Linked DNA regions of Pan troglodytes: region 2 is linked to region 1. Evidence: chromatin contacts called from public Hi-C data. All regions are on one chromosome and are shown on one strand. The core of a region is the stretch at or near the end of the contact, and the rest is flanking DNA. Distances in the headings are between cores, read along the strand shown.

Region 1 (3,512 bases), core at 572-3,071:
TATCTTATCACTAATTCATCTCCTACTCTGTTATTACATAGATTGTGGTATTAGTTATCATTTTGTGTATATCTTCCTCACCAACTTAAATTCTCCTTGAGGGCAGGAGCCTGCTTTTACTAATACTTTTCTGTATCTCCCTAGCACTTAATACAGTGATTTCCACATAATATGTCCTCAAAAAATATTCATTGAAAGCAAGATGAATTAGATCTATACAGAGGTCCTATAACTTGAGGTTTGTACAGCTATGATTTACTAAATGAGACCTCCCTGAAAACACTGAGCATTTCTATAAAACTTAAAAACTTTCAAGTTAATTTAAAATAAAACTCAATAAAAATCAATAAAATATTCCGTTTTGATTCAAATAGGTTCTCTTTTTTAATAATTTCATTGCTTTTGAATTTAATTTCTGTGAACTCAGTACACAGTTTTTTTTAGATAACTTTATATTTTGATGATATCTTCAGGATATTTTCGTTCAGACTTTTTACAGCTCAAAGATCATGTCCATCTGCATATCTCTTTTAAAGAACTCATATATGGAAACAGTGTCTCAATTATAACTAGGCAGCATTACTGAAGTCAGTCTTTACAGTGATAATTAGAAGTCTCAACATATTTTTCCGTCAAAAGAGTTTATTAAGAGGGTTGTTTAATTTTCAAAGTGAGTTCACAAAAGTTCCTTTAATTCTGCAGAAGTACCAGCACAATGGTAGAACCTGAGCACCACAGCAGTCATTTTACTGCATGATGGACACTACCAATGCAAGAGAAGCAGCCCCCATCATCAGCACCATGGTGCCACAGCCTGCAGCAGCAACCTTCTCCACTCTTCTGTATCCCCATCTTAAATCTCACTCTTAGCTGACTTCTATCTTAATTGGAGAGAACCTCTTTAAAGATGCAGCACTGTGCATCCCCAGCATCAAGTCCAAACCCCTTATTATAGATATCCTTTATCCACTGTTTTTTGTCCAGCTTTATCCCTCATCATTGCCTCTGTAAGCTCTTCCTTCTGCCAAACTTGAACTACTTTAACCTGTGAAACCCCTACCTTAATTCTCATCTCAGCTGCTTCCCCCGGTGTATTACTCTCCCCCATCCTACCTTCCCTGGGATAATTACTGTTTGCCCTCAGCCTCAGCTTAAATGGAATCTCATTTTGGAAGCCAGCATTCCTCACCCTTGTCTGAGATAGGTGTGCATTTTACATGCACTAATAACACCTTTTCAAATAACGTGTCCATCGCTTTCACAATCACCTCTTCAGTGGTTGCCTCAAAGTTATCCTTTTCACACTGAAATCCCAATGTCTAGAACAGTTCTGATCACGAAGTATGTGTTTAGTAAATAACTAATGAATGATGGATGAATGACAGCAGTCACTTCCAATTTCACAGGTTTCTTTGCTCATTCATTCATTCAAAATAGTGTTGAATTCTACTATGTAGCAAGTGATATGTACGAGGAACTGGAGAGTGATGAGTTGAACTCATTGTCTGCTGTTTCAGTCAAGGTTCTTCAGAGATACAGAACTAATAGGAGATTATAGATAGAGATGTATTTATTATGAGAAATTGGCTCATACGGTTATGGAGGCTGAGAAACTTCATAATCTGCCAAGTACAAGCTGGAGCCCCAGGAAAACCAGTGGTATAATTCAGTCCAGTGCAAAGGCCTGAGAATTAGGGGAGCCAATGATGTAAATCCCAGCCCAAGGGCAGAAGCTGTTGAAATGATGTCCCAGTTCAGGCAGTGAGGCAGAAATGAAAAAACGAGGAGGGGCAAATTCCTTCTTCCTCTGCCTTTTGTTCTATCCAGGCCCTCAATAGACTGGATTGTGACTACTCATATTAAAAAGGGCATTCTAGTTTAATGAGTCCACAGTCCACCAATTCAAATGCTAATCTCATCCTGAGACACTTTCACAGACCCACTCAAAAATAATGTTTAATCTGAGCACTCCATGACCCAGTCACGTTGACATGTAAAAAATTAACCATCACACATAGCCTCATGGAGTTTATTGTAATGGGAATTTGCTATGGGGGGCTGTGGAGGAATTAGGATTTCAGACTTCAGGCTCCAATGAAACAGAAGATTCTTGTGGAAGAGCTCACAAGAGGCAAGTGTTCTCATTAGTGTGGATGAAGTGGGTCCTAAATACACTTCCTACAATAGCACACAGTCATTCATAAGTGTTCTGATCTCAGTGGAATATGACTCCTTTAGAAAAAAAAACAAGTTACAGTAAATCACTGTGAGGTCTTTATTGTGAACTTAAAAGCCATCTTTCCCCAAAGAGCTTAGTTTCATTTCTTACCTGATTTTCGTGACCCCCATAAAACCCTTAGCTGTAAAGTTGAAGCCTTTGCCCCATATGGACTATTTTAATAGTTTCTTAACTCATCTTTTTGCGTCCAAATTCACCAGATTAAATCCATTTCTCATTCTTCCATGAGTCACCTTTCTAAAATGTCTATCGGATTATGCCTTTCCCTTTTTGATGACCTACCTGGACTTTTAAGTCTTGCTATGACAATAGAAGTCTCCTCTGCATCTTGACCTGTCAGCCCGCTGAATATTTGCAGAATTCTCTACTGTAATTCAGATGGCAGGGACCTCCTGTGAAGTACGTGAGGATGGGAAGGGGCTACACAAACATGTAATACATCAGACAAAAATAATAGATTAAAGATGTGTGGAGATGTTTCAATGGGTGCCCTTCGCTCTTGGCGTTAAGTTTGAAGTCTTTAGCAAAGGAATTTAAGGTCTGTTTGGCCCTGACTCTTCCTGTCTACTTTATTTTCCCCCAAAATACTTTATGCCCTTTCCTGTTAGGTTTGTGTGAGTTGAGAAGTGACAGTGACAGTTAAGAAGAGTGAATACAGAGTCCTCTTTCCAGTAGGTTAGGTGTGAGGAGAATGAGGGAGATTATTGTGACCCCCCATAGGAGGGTCCCCAAAGGAGGACATGGGGTTGAGATGGTTTTAAAATTCTTATTCATTGATTTATTTTCTTCAAAAACTCATGTTTACATGTTGTGACAAAATTTATTAAAGCCAGTCAAGGTTGAAGATCTAGAAGAAGAAAGAGATACTGGATGGCATGAAATCCTGAAGAAGAATGCAACAGACACAGATAGAGAAATGTGTCTTGCTGCAAAGCAGAGATGTGCACAAGGAAGATAAGATGGGTGCTAGATGCAGAGGAAGGCAGGCAAGAAGCAGCAGCTGGAGGCAGTTCACACTTATTGGCCTAATTTTTCTCTACATAAAATAGGACATGAAATCAGCTGGTGGGACAGTGAAAAGTGGCAAGGGCAAGTTGGAGTCTTGAGGAAATGGACATGTTTGCGATAGCTGCGCTGGAAAATAAGAGCAATATTGGACTAAAGACTCAGAGGCTTTCTAAGCAGCATGAAAAATCATGTAGGATGATACTGATTCCAACTTCATGGCATTGTGGTTTAACATGATCATAGACAAGCAGTCTCTCTTAGGTCA
Region 2 (3,329 bases), core at 579-3,078, 130 kb after region 1:
AGAAAGCAGAAAGCTCAAGTTTTGAAGTTTCTGGTTTAATTTTGGGGGACAGGAAGAGGACAGAGGATTTTGGAAAATTCAGGACTGAGATCCTATTCAGTGCTAGACCTCTTTGCCCCCAGTGGCACATTAGATGGTAAAGAGGTGTGTGGCAGCATCAACATCCCTGAACACTGGTAATATTTACTGACATTTTCTTGGTTAACATGTATTATAACCCGTGTGCTGCTTATATCTTTAAGCCAACTAGTTCACTGCAAATGCGTATTGGGAAATGTTCCCTGATTCCTCATGGGACCTTCTTGGAAGCAATGAAGTAGGGATATTACATTCTAGTCTGGGGCAGGCTGAGTGGTACCCACATGGCCAGGAGGACTTTTCCTTCACATCTCCAGGAAGGGCCTCTCTATTCTCCTTTTTTCTCCATTTGCTTTGGGCTTCTGAGAAACAGCACACAGGATTCTGGGACCTGTTCTCTAACTAAAAAGAAGATCCAGCTAAGTATCACCCAAAGTGGCAGAATCCAATCTTCACCCTTGGGCTTAGAAAAAGAATTCTGGTGTCCCAGAGACAGGTCTTTCCTCCTCCAGGGAGAGGCTTGTCCAGATGCAGGAAAGGTTCCACCAGAAAAGCCAAGGGAGGAACAGGAAGAACCCCCACCGTCACACTCTCCTAGGGGAAGCCAGGCATTTTGGCTGCAGAATCTGGGTCAGGATGTTTTATTTTCACCATAACCATCAAAGTCGTAGGCAGGGCAAATGCATTCGCCCTGTGTACATTGTGAGACATAGTTAAGCTGGGACGTCCCTGAATCTGTCTCCTAGGACCAGAACTGCCTCATTAAAGGGATAAAAGATGATATCTGCTGAGCTGGTGGAAAGTGGTAGCTGCATTTTTATTAAAGTATCTGCTGCAGCAAGCCCAGTCCCCAAAGGTTCATCTTCCAAGATTCTCCACCTCTCTGCCTGGAGCATGCAAGTGATTCTCTGTAACTCATTAAGGTAAAACAAAAAGCTCTCCTATTGTGCTTTTCACACAGGAGTGATGTTGTTGCATAAAAGCTACATGTTTCCTTTCCTTGGACCCAGTCTGCAAAAATAAAACTGCTATCATAATTTACAATAGGGACCCTAGGAGCACTACACCAGGTTTGGCACGAGTGCTGGGTCTTGAGGAGACTCATAACAGGCCGTGGCCTGACACTGGTAATTCCACAGCCTTATATGTGAGGTGCATCTCTGATAAGGGCTAGCCTGGTGGTCCTGAGGACGATCCTGCCTCATCATGTACCTTCTGGCCTGTGACAGCCATCCAAGGGGCTCAGGCTAGCCCCCCAGTATTTCAAACCCATGCACTCATGTTCTCATCATGGTGCCCAAGCAGGAGAGAATCTAGCCTGTCATGGCTTCAAAGAACCATGGAGTCCCACACGTGGACTTCAAGGTTCACGCATAAGGTCCTCGACCAGCATAGCCGGAGCACAGGACAAACCTGTCCAGGGGCACGGCAGTCGGCACGGCAGCACGCAAGCGGGCGCCCCTCGGGCCTGCACAAGGCCCTCTCGCGCTCCGGTCCCCCATGGAGCCTTCTGCCCCCTCTTCCCACCTCTCCCCAGCGACCACAGCCCAGGGGCTCGGCCCCCGCGGAAGGACAGCTCCCTACCTGAGGGTGGCGCTCTCCCCCTGCCGGACCGTCACGTTGTCCATAGCTTTGGGGAAGGTGGCATCTCCGCTGCGCACGGGCACTCCTGTGGGTACAAGGAACAGCAGCCTGAGAGACACGACCACGAGGCACTTCCAGGGCAGGAACAGGTACCCACAGACCCCCATTCTCGACAGCCACAACTTCCCAGAACTCCGGCAGCCGCACGGTCCTGGTCCCCCGCCCCGCGCACCAGCCGGCTCGGGAAGCGGTGCGGGGAGGAGGGAAGGGGCAGAGCTCGCCAGGAGCAGGGGGAAGGAGAAGAGAGGAGTCCAGGCTCTCCGGAGTCTAAGAATTCTTCCTCAGATCCTGCCTCAGCTTTCCAGCCTAGCAGAACCAGATGCCCCCTCCTGCATCCAAAAAGAGCTTTCTTGACGCTCCCCTGGGGAGGAGGGAGGCAGCCAGGAGGGGAGAGGAAGAAGCAAGGTGCGGGGATGAAGGTCACGGATTGCGCTTTCTCTGCCTCTCTCTTCGAGACGCTACTTTAAGATTCAGTTGGGCACGTTCCGCAGAGCTCTGGCATCAAAAGTTTATAACCCAAAGAAGAAGGCAAGTGTCTCTGACATACAGGAGCTGTCATAAAAAGCTGCGGCTTCAAGGAGAGGAGGAAATGTTTTATTAGATCACACACATGGACAGATGTACGTGTCCCCCAGCCCCACGTCTCGCATCTGGAACCCCAAGGCGGCAAAAAGTTCCAAGGCGGGGACGCGCAGCCGGCGCAGCCAGGGTCGTCCGGTCGGTGGCCGTCCTCTGCAGCCCGGTCGGCGACTCGCGGCCAGCCGGGGGAGCGCCGCCCGGCGCAGGCTCCGGGCGCACGGGGAGCTGGGCGGACGGCGGCCCCCGCCTCCTCCGGGGACGCGGCACGAGACGCGGGGACGCGCGGACGCCACGCTCAGCGGCCGTCCCCGGCCTCCGCGCCGCCTTCCTCCCGGGAGCAGCCCTGACGCGCGCGGGCCCGGACGGCCGGGGTTGTCATGGCAGCAGCTCCATCCCTGACCGCCGCTTTCTCCCGGTGCCGCCTCGGAGCGAGCGGGCTGGCGGGCGGCGCGGACTGCGCGCTCATCCCGACGGGCAGGCGCGGGGCGCGGGGCGCGGGCGCCCACCTTAACCTCCGCCGCGCCCACCGGGCTGGGGATGCCTGCGGGGATGAGCCCGCACCGCGCCCACTTCGTTCCGTCCCGACACCGGCGCCAGCGGAGAGAACGCGGCGCCCCTCGCAGTGGCTTCCCCTACAGAGGGGCGGGGTGGGGGGAGCGGGGAGGGAGAGGGGAGGGCGGGAGAGGGAGTTCTGGGGAAAGCAGCAAATTGAAAACTGACACTGGCACCTTCCCTCGCCGATGCCAGCGCAGAAGTTGCCAAACCCCGCCCTGGAGAGCTGAACTACCCTGCCCACGCCAGATGGGGCACCGGTGTGCGTGTCCATCGCGCTGCGAACGGCTCCCCGCCCAGCCAAGTCCAGTCCTGACGGCGCGCTGTCCTGGGCCCGCGCAGAGGTGGAATGGACCCACCTCCAAGGACCCACCTCGGAAACGCCCGTGCCCCTCCACTGGACGCCTGTCCCCAAAGTGGCAAATCTCAATTTCTCCTTAAAACACAGCGTGCAACATTGTCCCTGTCCTACACCT

The links. A called contact is a pair of places that touch in the nucleus more often than the background predicts.
Region 2: a Hi-C map of stem cell-derived neural progenitor cells shows a contact between it and region 1, with 2.3 times the contacts expected there. The contact joins the promoter of OPCML here to the enhancer-like site in region 1. A contact is called at or near these places in 2 of 7 Hi-C or Micro-C datasets (induced pluripotent stem cells and stem cell-derived neural progenitor cells).

Annotation. Positions count from the first base shown.
Region 1 is chr9:134,747,155-134,750,666 of NHGRI_mPanTro3-v2.0_pri, forward strand. All of the region lies in intron 1 of OPCML (opioid binding protein/cell adhesion molecule like), which reads right to left. Among named protein-coding and RNA genes, the nearest start is that of OPCML, 130 kb to the right of the region's middle. Within about 2 kb of position 1,822, at least 2 of the 24 cell types and tissues checked have an H3K27ac peak or open chromatin away from gene starts, as enhancers often do. A contact at or near this core is called in stem cell-derived neural progenitor cells, where this site is marked.
Region 2 is chr9:134,875,763-134,879,091 of NHGRI_mPanTro3-v2.0_pri, forward strand. OPCML (opioid binding protein/cell adhesion molecule like) reads right to left here and starts at 1,829. Exons shown (of 7, transcript NM_001012436.1): 1 at 1,663-1,829. The coding sequence starts at 1,829.